Linked DNA regions of Mus musculus: region 2 is linked to region 1. A link is a contact called in public Hi-C data. All regions are on one chromosome and are shown on one strand. Each heading gives the region's core, a stretch centred on a gene start, on an enhancer-like site or on the middle of the called end of the contact. The rest is flanking DNA. Distances are from core to core; before and after follow the strand shown.

The links. Hi-C and Micro-C count contacts between places; a contact is called where the count stands out from the background.
Region 2: a contact with region 1 is called in a Hi-C map of the C2C12 cell line, with 1.7 times the contacts expected there. The contact joins two enhancer-like sites. A contact is called at or near these places in 15 of 484 Hi-C or Micro-C datasets (the C2C12 cell line, embryonic stem cells, muscle stem cells and 3 more) and 5 of 115 datasets of contacts at active chromatin or transcription factors (all in embryonic stem cells).

Annotation. Positions count from the first base shown.
Region 1 is chr9:87,966,202-87,971,449 of GRCm38.p6, reverse strand. No RefSeq gene overlaps it. Among named protein-coding and RNA genes, the nearest start is that of Gm23176, 53 kb to the left of the region's middle. Within about 2 kb of position 2,734, at least 36 of the 459 cell types and tissues checked have an H3K27ac peak or open chromatin away from gene starts, as enhancers often do. A contact at or near this core is called in the C2C12 cell line, where this site is marked.
Region 2 is chr9:88,063,618-88,068,865 of GRCm38.p6, reverse strand. No RefSeq gene overlaps it. Among named protein-coding and RNA genes, the nearest start is that of Gm23176, 45 kb to the right of the region's middle. Within about 2 kb of position 3,150, at least 24 of the 459 cell types and tissues checked have an H3K27ac peak or open chromatin away from gene starts, as enhancers often do. A contact at or near this core is called in the C2C12 cell line, where this site is marked.

The DNA.
Region 1 (5,248 bases), core at 1,485-3,984:
TGGGATCTTACAGTTTCAGGCCATTATCATCATAAGAAGCAGGGCAGCATATAGGTAGATATGATGTTGGAGAGGCAGAATGGAGAGAGAGAGAGAGAGAGAGAGAGAGAGAGAGAGAGAGAGAGAGAGAGAGAGAGGCTGGACCTATCTTGCATTTTTGAAAACTTCAAAGCTCACCTCCAGTGATACATTTCTTCTAACGAGGTCACACCTTCTAATCCTTTCAAATGGTGCTACTCCCTAGAGACCAAGCATTTAAATCTATGTGCCTATGGGGACCATTCTCATTCAACTATTATAACCACCTAAAAAAAATCCAAAATTAAAAATTCATTGGTTTAAATGTTGTGCTACACATCCTAAAGATTATTAATTAATACGCTCTGGGAAGGGTAAGATTTTAAAAAAGACAATGGGAAAACCTATGGTAAAAATAAGATTAATAGGAGAAGAGTAATAATCAACTTTTTCCCAACAAATTTCTTTTCTGGTCAGGGTTCCCAACTTCAGTCCAGCCCCCTCCCATCCATGCTGCTCTTGGAGGTGGAGTAGCAACCCCACAGTGTCCTTCTAGAACTTGGAGGAGATCACCCAGAATTCAGCCTGAGAGCTCTGATTTCTAGCAGGTCTGTGATTCCCAGAGATGGTTGTGAGTCACTGGGGACAGCAGACTTGAGTGGTGGAAGAGTCACTGTTGTTAAGGGGGAAGGGGGACCTTATGCTCTGATCTGGTGAGTCAGGGCACAGCTTAGAAGAATAGGGTTAAAAAGAAGTTTTATCCAACAGGCAGAGAGGCATGAGAAGAAGGAAAGACACAAGTGAGGAATGACTTGGGGACTCTTGAGTTTCACAACTGGGAAATTAGGCTCAGTCGGGAGGTGGGTGTGCTCAGTTGTTAAAACCTCCTGAAGTGTATGTAGGAAGACTGGAGAGAGTATAGCAAGGCAGTGGGGTGCATTCCGTCAAGGAACTCATCATCTGCTGCTCTCCAGACTTTGTGCCAAGGGCAATATCATGTGATAATTAATCTATTTTCTTTCTGGTAGTCTTCCACAGGAGCAGTTTAAGAGTGATAGAGCAGTTTGTGTTCTATTTATAATATGATGAGACTTGGACCACATGTTTTCTGAAGTCATAAGAATACTGCTGAATCAGTTGTTATTGAGTGTGTATCTAGAACACAGGAGGGCTGTTTTTTTTAAATCTCTCTATACTTATTTTACAACATACAGGTTTTATCTCTCCCTTAGCTCTTGGGTATTAAGGAAAAACTGTACCTTCTGTGCATGTAGTTGTGCAGTGCATCTGACAGCCATTTGCTGTAACTCTGAGGTGGTCATTAGGGCGTTTTGCCAGATATTTCTGGCTTCCAGGCACATAGGAGTATTATATCTTCCCTCTTTCTTGGAACCATGATATGGCTATGTGAATAGTTTAGGCTAATGAGATAAAAGGGGACATGACATGGTAGATTCCATAAAGCCCAAAATGCCACTCACATACTTTATTTTTTTCTCTGTGACATGCATGGTGATAGTCCGTGCTTGGAATTAGGGATGCTTCAGTTGTTGGCATCTCCAGGTAGTTTATAAGAATTTCACTTCACCTAACTCCTATGTGCACATGGCTTGAGCAAGAAGTATGTCTCTGTTTCATACATTAGGATTCTGGGACAGTTTTTCCCTTGTACAGAAGCTAATTCATCTGGACTTGCATCAAACTAAAATATTAGAATAATTATACTTTCAACTAGGAAGAATAAAACAGTATGGAGTATAGAATAATCTCTTAACTACTTAATCTCTAAGACTTCAACATTTTGAAAAATGATGAAGAGAACAGGGAAGATGATACTTAAATATTAATCTTAAAAGTATATTAATTTATGCTTCACTCTTAACTTTTAATGATATATTGTGCTAGTGTCATATGAATGTTTCTTTGTAATTTTCATATAGTTGTCATTTGCTAGATACACTTAGAGGGTTTCTTTGTTACCTAGGACTTTTGACAAATACTGTAAGTTTACATTAGTCTTCACTGTCTGAGTGTATAGGCAAGGTCAAAACAATTTTGAGTCAATTAGATTTTTTTGGAAGCAAGTTACAGAAAAACTAAACACAAGTTGATCATAAGGATGTTTAACATTTCATGTCTGTAGAAGTTGAGGCTGACTATGGATTGATGTAGTAGCTCAAGGTTGTCATCAAGGGCCCAGGGTTTCCCATTTCCCTTATTTGCACTCCCTGGTGCTGATTTCCTTCTCAGGTGTATCATAGAAGGCTGCAGCATCTTCAGGGACCATGTCTAACTCTGTGCTCAGAGATAGGGGCTAATTGGCTTCTGTCTATGTCACCTTGGAGAGAGGTGTCTATGTTTCCAAAGCTCCCAAGGAAACATTTCTACACATGTTAGAGGCCAGAATTGATTCCTGTGAGCATTTTCAAGCCAGTCTCTGGCCTGGAGTATGAGTCTGGAGAGTGGGTGGAATTGCTGTGGTCAGCACAGACCATGATGTCCCCATGGTCTGGCCACTACTAGACATCTTACACGGATGCTATTCAGAATGTTTCTCAATTCACTGGCATAAATGACATTTCTGGAAGCAGCTGGTTTCTGCAACTCAGAACTGTTGGGTGAAGAAGTGAAGATTTTTATTGTTCTCTTACTGTGTCAGTAACATATTCTTCAATTTGGTAAAACTGCATCATCATCAGCCCTTATGACTAATGCTATGACTTATCTCTTTCAGATGTCGTTAGTGTTGGGTTTCACTGAGAATTCTTTAGCTGTGAGGGCGGCTGAGCAGTTCTCCATAGCTTTTGTCTGCTTTTATTTGCATCTGCTCCTTCAGAAGGTAGCACTCCCTGGGACAACAGGCAGGCAGAATGCTTAAGTTTCAAACGTCCAAGTGAACATGGCATCACCCACTTCCATCTCAGATATAGCAAGATGGAAGTGGAGACCATCCCAACACAAAATAAATGCAAATTACCCTGAGACTTAAGTGCTCCAGATGGAACCCTTGGGAGGCCCTTAGCATGGAACAGTCCCAGAGGCTGTGGGCCAAATGCAAAGAATCCCAGCACTTGAGCACAGTCCTTGGAGAGCACTTGAGCACAAATTATTTCTATGACCACATGTAATGATTGAGTTAGAAGCACTAAAACATTTAAAGTGATACTCACATGCAAAATTCTCCTTTGAGGGACGGCTCCAGTCTCCAACTATGTATCTCTGAAGAAAATAAGGATGGAATAAAGCAACCCACATTTTGTTTATTACAAAAATTCTAACAGCAGGCTTATCAACCAATCTTTGTTGAAGTAAAATAGTCTTTAGTGGTCATTTTTGTCCTGAACATTGATTTTCTCTCCATTGTATAGTAGGCTTCAAAGTGTTTGTGTATTGTTTACCATAGAGCTGTCAAGGATGCTCTGAGGAAGGTCTAAGGATGTCTTGGAGTCTACAGAATATGTGCCTGTCACTGTCCATGAGGCAGAGCTCACAGAATTCACGACATCACCAGGTGGGTCCAGGCATCTCTTCTGTACTTTTCTTCTATCAACACTTTTTCACTATGGCTCTCTTTTGCCCTCGTCATGCTTGCTGGCTTGCATGGCTTCTTTCTCTAACTGTCCATTCAATTTCGTCTTGGGCTACCCTTCCTAGGGATCCACCTCTGGTGATTTAAATGCTATTTCTACCTTCTCCTGCTTCATGCGTGAGAATAAGAGGCCAGGATGCTTTGGTTTCGATGTTATAAGATGTTTAACTACACTAAAAAACAATTTATTGATTCTTTGGTTTGCAAAACAGAATTTTTGTATCAAATCGAAGTTAAAACATTCATTTTCACTCCCTATAACAGTAACCAAGGGGGTCACTGTGAAGTTTCTTTTTTCTTTCATCCTTTCTTCTCCTCCTCTTCTTCTTCCTCCCCCTCCTCTTCTCCTCCTCTTCTCCCTTTTCCACTTCTGCTTCTGTTTCTGCTTCTTCTTCCTCCTCCTCCAAATTCTGGGAATTGAACTTGGAGCCTTTCACTTTTATATACTGGGGAAACATTCTACTACCAAGCCATGTTCCTAGTGCTGGAGTTTCTTTGACTGTGAAGTACAGTGAAACTAAAAGGGGCTTCCAGTATCTAAAAGAAATGACTTCTATCTTATGTGCTTCTCAACAATACAGTTACATCTCTAATATTAAGCGTGAGATAATACTACATATGCATTTTCATTAGGTCTGTAGATGTTCCGTACTCATAAGGATGCTCTTCTTGAATTCAGGGATGGTAGGATTTCAGGTATTTGTCTTACTTCCTGATAATATTTTTTTGTCTGTTGTAGTGGAAGATAACAAGGTATACAATACAGCACTAATGTAGATCTGATGTATTAGAAACAGATAAGATATGTGGGAAATAGTCCTTGGCTACAAGGTGATGTGAAAAAACAGGGTGGTAATAAGAACAGGTCCACTGGCTGTGTCACAATGGGCACTGACTAAGTGTATCAGCTAAGTGCAGTGTGATGGGGCCATCCTCTCACTTACTTTTGATGATGGGCTCATCCAAGGAACAGGAATAATCTATTCAGTTGCCACCAAGACAAGGCTAGATTTCCATCAGAAGATGCCATCTGTGTGGGATGGAGGCAGAAAGAGGAAATCTGCTAAATGCAGACTGAGTGCTTGAGCATATCCTGGGAATGCACAGACAAATCTACAGCTATGGAGAGTCTTGCTTCTCTGCCTTATGAGCATTGCCATGTCTCTTCTTGGAGTGATATTTGTGGATACACTAAGGTTTGTGGAGCCGTAGCAACAGGAGATTGAATACATCCCCTTGATTCTTCCAGATACCAAAGAGAAGCCTTTAGTTGACTTAGGATGACTGTGGTCAGGCTGGAACACAGATGCAGGGTGGGATGGAGAGCTTGAGATGATGATGGCAGAGAGATTCACAGGACATAGGCAGGGTGGTTTCTCCTCCCCCGGTGGCTCAGTGGCTCCATCTATGGAAGCGCAGTGTGAGAGCTCTCTCCTTCTGTGGGTCTTTCTCTGTCTCTGTCTCTGTGAATTGAATAACAGAGTAGGTACTAGTCAATAACAAAAATGTGCATCTGGGGGATTTTGTTTCTGGATTCCACACAAGTCACTCTGAATTTAATCCTTTTCTCTCCTTATTTACGTTGTTCTGTTTCCATTTAATTCAGTTAACAGCTTTGACTTGTATTTGCTTTTCAATATG
Region 2 (5,248 bases), core at 1,901-4,400, 97 kb before region 1:
TTTCTCCTGGCACAGAACAGGGAGCCCTTCGTCGCACAATGCTTGGAGCCGATAATTCCAGTTGTTTAGGTTCAAGCCAACGTGGCCTATTAAAAGCTTAAATTCGATTTTATTGTCTAGGTATTTATTAACTGATTATGAAAAGACATTAAAAGACCCATAATTAAACCAAGTTGCCTCTTACCTTGATGAATTCTCCCCCTCTTCTTACACAATAGAAAAATCTCCTTGGGTTTGATTTGAGGGCAACCGTTCCCTGCCTTGACATTACGGGCTGCAGCTCTCACCTCAGCTCCAGCCGGAGCCGAAATGAAAAGATCTGTGAAAGCCCGTGGTTATGGTTACAAGTGTCCCCCTTGCCCCCCATTAGAGTATGTGCGGTGCTCTGTTCCTCCTGCAAACTGTTGCTGGTTTTCGCCCAAGGCGGCAAGTATGACTCTTGACAGGAGTTTTGAAATGTCTTCCTGGCCTCTCCTTTACCATAGCCCTATGCTAAGGTCAGTATATGTAGCATTCAAACACACAACCCTGGCCTAGGCTGTCCAACTACTTCTAGCTACAGTTTGACCTTGGATAGCCCAGATTAATCCATCCTTTCACGGAACTTACTTTCCATTCTTAGTTCTTAAAGTTTCTAAATATTCTTATTGTATTTCATTTAACAACTGCTTTTCTTTAAGCCCAGCAAGATTGGATATAATGACCTTATCTCCTTACAAGCAGCCAAAAATTATTAAAAATCATGTCCATTATCATTCTTTTAAGTCTAAAAACAGCCAGACTTAAAAAGAAGTCTAAATCTAGCCAGTCATGATTGTGTCCACTGATTGTAATTCCATCATTGGGAGGCAGTATAGGGGAAGGGCCACAAATTTGAAGCCATTCTGGTTTGCAGAGTGAGTTGCAAACTGTATCTCAGAAAAAGCCCAACCCCTCTCAAAACAAAAACCAACCAACCAAAAACAAACAAACCCCCAAAAAACAAAAAACAAAAAACCCAAAAAACAAAAAACAAACAAACAACCCCCCCAAAAAAAAAACCAAACAACTCCCAAAATCTAAATTAATAATATATGTATACATCCTTTTGAAAATGGAACATGAGCATCACAATTTCACTGTTTTTCAATAGCAATAATTACTCCTTGAATGAACTTCATTGGTTGCAGTATTGCCAGTATTTAAAGTAAGATTTAACTAAAAATATAAATAAAGGGAACAGTAATAATGTTGAAAGCACAGATATCTCATTATTATGGAATTATGTTCTTATTAAAACCTCCAGTTTCAGTACCATATCCTGTCACTACTGTTCAGTCACTTAAAATTGGTTTGAAAGACGAAGAGTCCTAAGTCTTAAACAGGCCCTGAAGCGCTGTAAGGAAGTCAAGCACAGCGTTTAAGCAGCATTTCCTGCACTGCGGGCAGGATCTGAAAAATTATAAGATCTCAGTCACAGCTATACTTCTCTTGAGGATCACAACTGGAGTTTTGTAGTCACGTGCATGACCACGTATTTATAAAGTCACCGCTGAGATTTTGAAAGAAGATCTCAGCTTTTAAAACCTCTTCTAATAACACGAGCAGGGGGCAGTCGAAGTAATTCGATATTTGACATCATTTACTTTTTTTCCCTTTCCTCTTGCCATTCAAGTGCTGAGTCACTGTTCCTCTCTAAAATTGAAGATACAAAAATAAACACCCTTATTGGCATAGCAAGCTCAGTTTAATGTTATAAGAAAATGAAAGGCTACTGTCTATAGTTGAAGATTGCCCAGTTTATTTTGTAAAAATTGGTGCTTGAGAGATAAATCACTATTCTCAAAGTAAATATAGCTTATTGTTTTTCTTAATCAATACTATTTTAAAATATAGTAACATTTGTTTAGGCAATATTTGCTTAAGGACATTTTCTTTTCTCTTCTCTCTTTCTTTCTTTTTTCTTTCTTTTCTTTCTTTCTTTCTTTCTTTCTTTCTTTCTTTCTTTCTTTCTTTCTTTCTTTCTTTCTTTCTTTCTTTCTGACACAGTTTCTCCCTGACTGTTCTGGAACTTGCTCTATAGACAAGTTTGGCCCTGAACTCACAGAGCTCTGCTTGCCTCCACCTCCTGAGTGCTGGCATTAAAGGTATATACCATCACTGCCTGGCATCATTTTTTCTTTATAAAATCACTTCCAAGTGGAATTTTTTTTGGTTGCATTAATCTTTTAAAAACTATTTATTGTTAGTGTGTGTGTGTGTGTGTGTGTGTGTGTGTGTGTACTCCTGTGTGTGTGTGTTCCTGTGTGTGCACCCACATGTGAAAGGTCAGAGGACAGCTCATAGTGGCTGACTCTTTCTTTCCCCTATAGGTTCTGGTTCTGTTATTAAATTCAAGTCATCAGGCTAGCAATAAAAGTTCCTTTACTTCCTGAGAAGGTCACTGGTACCATTACATTCATCTTGAAAATATAAGGTTAGGTCATGGGTTGGTACTACAGTTGGAAGGTGGTCATTCATTTGTTCTTTCTTTCACCCACTCATCCCATAAAGATTAGATAGACTACTTAACAATAGGCACCTCTAGGTCCCAAAGACTTAGCAACACAAACTTACCCTGAACAGAGGACTACTTGCGGAAAGAGGGAGGAAGTGTGACTCAGTCAGTTATTTTATGTCTTTATACCGTGAGAGGGGACCTAGAAGAAAATAATCTACAAGTAACTCAGATTTGGATATGGATAAGATGGTATGCTCGAATGTTTGGCTTTTTACCCCGCTGATGTGTCTCTGAGTTTCCCTCGTGTGTCTCTGCCGACCATTCCTTCTCCAGTTCTCACAGCACATGAATCATGTCCAACATGCCCACAGCCCACACTCTCCTGTCACTGTTGCTGAAATCCAACCGTTGTCACAACACAGCTTTTCCATCTCTAGCTCTGCTTTGGTCTGAAGAAAACACAATTCCCACAGAGAGGTGGATCTACTCTCTATGACCTCCCTTGCAAGGTCTGTGTTGTGTTTCACGTCTAAAGAGGACTTTGGGAACAAGTAGACAGTGGAGGAACAGCTCAATGTCCCTTCAGAAGCTCCTTACCTCGGCCTTCAGGACCAGGAAGACTGTGGGCCCCTCCCTTTTGCCCCACACCAGCAGTCCTTGCCAGGAAGCCAACTCACCTCCCAGCACCCTAGTCAGTGACTGTTGGCAGCTACAGGGCGAGGTGTCACTGACTGATGCATAATTATGGTGGACAGAAAAATGTAGACGTGTTAGCAAAGTCAATATTAAGGAGGCCTCTGTCTTCCCAAATACTGTAAGTGAAAGATATTTCTAGGGCATAGCCAATTACATTCTCTGCTTTTATGACCAGTCACAAATGTATTTTTTATTAGCTGGTGTGTTCAATGTTTTGAATGCACAGCCCTTATTTCAATCTCGTTTTAGTTTGTGGTAAGTGTGGAAGGGTTTTTTTGCTGACTTGAAATAGTGAAGCTGCTCTCCTTGAGCTGAGCGGAGGCCTGGAGCCCTGAGTGTTTTATTCCACAGCCTTCTGTGATTCTTGCCTGTAAATTAGTCTCTGAAGTGGTGTTTATTGCTGAACCAAGAGGTTAAGACAGCCTAATTATATGTTTGTGCAGGAGAAAACACCATGCCCCACCGTGAGCAATTATCCTGTCCCCCTTTCACAGTTTAATTTGGCTCCAGCTAAGAAGAATGAGGAGATGGCCTGTCTTCACCACAAACTTAGCTACCATGCATTTTCAGTGTTAATTAGAAATTCCGTTCACTGGGAAAGTAACTTTATAGAGTCACCCAGCTTCCAGTCAAGTGGAGGGCATCTGGTGAGGCGACTTCAAGTGTCTTTGTGGATCAGCTCTCTAATTCCACTCATGGGGCAACATGTGGGTGGGACCCTCACACATCACTCCTAGCTTCCTTTAGCGATGCCATTTTCTTGTTCTTTTTATTTTTACACACTCAGAGCAATGAAAGCAAACACAGCAGAGACTGGTAGGAATCTGGGGTGTTGTGCACAGTATTTGTTTTAAAGGAAAATCCTGATTTTTCCCCCCAAGGGACTTTTTCTTATGTAAGTAGGATGCAGCCAATAAAAACCAGAACGAGAGCAACAGGTCAATGTCTTTAAAGTTGGTCATAAAATGTATCACAACAAAGAATCCTTAGGGTAGAGATTGCATGCAGGAGTATATGTCTTTGTTCTTGGACGCTTCTCTGTCACAAGGGCAGCATATTTCTGTTTCTCTTCAAAAGACATGGGCTCATATTTTCATGCACAGGCATATGCTAAGGCCTCACAAAGCACAGGTTCAATTTCCTCTTAGGAAAATAAAAGATGCCCTTCATGTCTTCTAGCACTCAGCCAGCAATGCGCATTGTCATTGAAATGAGCTGAGGGATGAACTGGCCCTCTAGGAAACAGTATTTCAATAGTGGTCCAGAGCACCCTGCTGGGATGGGCTCCCTCCAGGGAAACAGGCTTCTTATTATTAGCAAATTTCCAGGCTATCACTCAGTTCTCTCATCTTTATCCCATTTCTGGAAGTTCTGTTTTAAGGATGTCTTTCTCTTGCCCTCTACCCCACTTTCAGCTCTCTACTTTCTTAACCTCTTAGATTTTTTTTTAAAGTAAACCTTGTTTCTCATTGGCTAGCTCTGCTCTGTTAACCACCCCTCCCAACCCCGGTGGGTCTTTCAGGCAGTGTACTTGAGGTGCAGACAACCATAGCTGATAGCATAAGGAGGCACTTGGATGCTCATGTCTTCCATGTATTTTCCCATTTATTTCAAGGGCATTTCTTCCATGGCTTAAGGCAGCTAAGACACACACTTTCTGGTGATTCTTTGGTGGGCCTTTTAAAGATCTCTCTTCTCTGCCTGTGAGAAGAAAGTGAGTATGGCGAATGGAAGCTAGCATAATGATTTATAACTGTTCCATTATTTTTAAGTTCTTTTAATAAAAGAAACCAAAGACCATACATTTACCTCAAGGACATTATACCAGGCCATCTTGCTGCTGTGTCTTGTTCCATGGCACTCCCCAGTAGTTTTCAGCCAGAAACCATCTGCATCTCTCATTTGAAAGTTATATGCCTACTATGTGCCAGGCTATATTCTCATAAATGTCATGCAGAGCTGCTGGCTGCTCAGGCTTGTTTCTGCTCTGTCAGAGTGCACAGTTTTTTGGGGACACACATTGTCTCTCTAAATTAGAATCTAAATCACCTTTAAACAAATAGCTTTAACCCC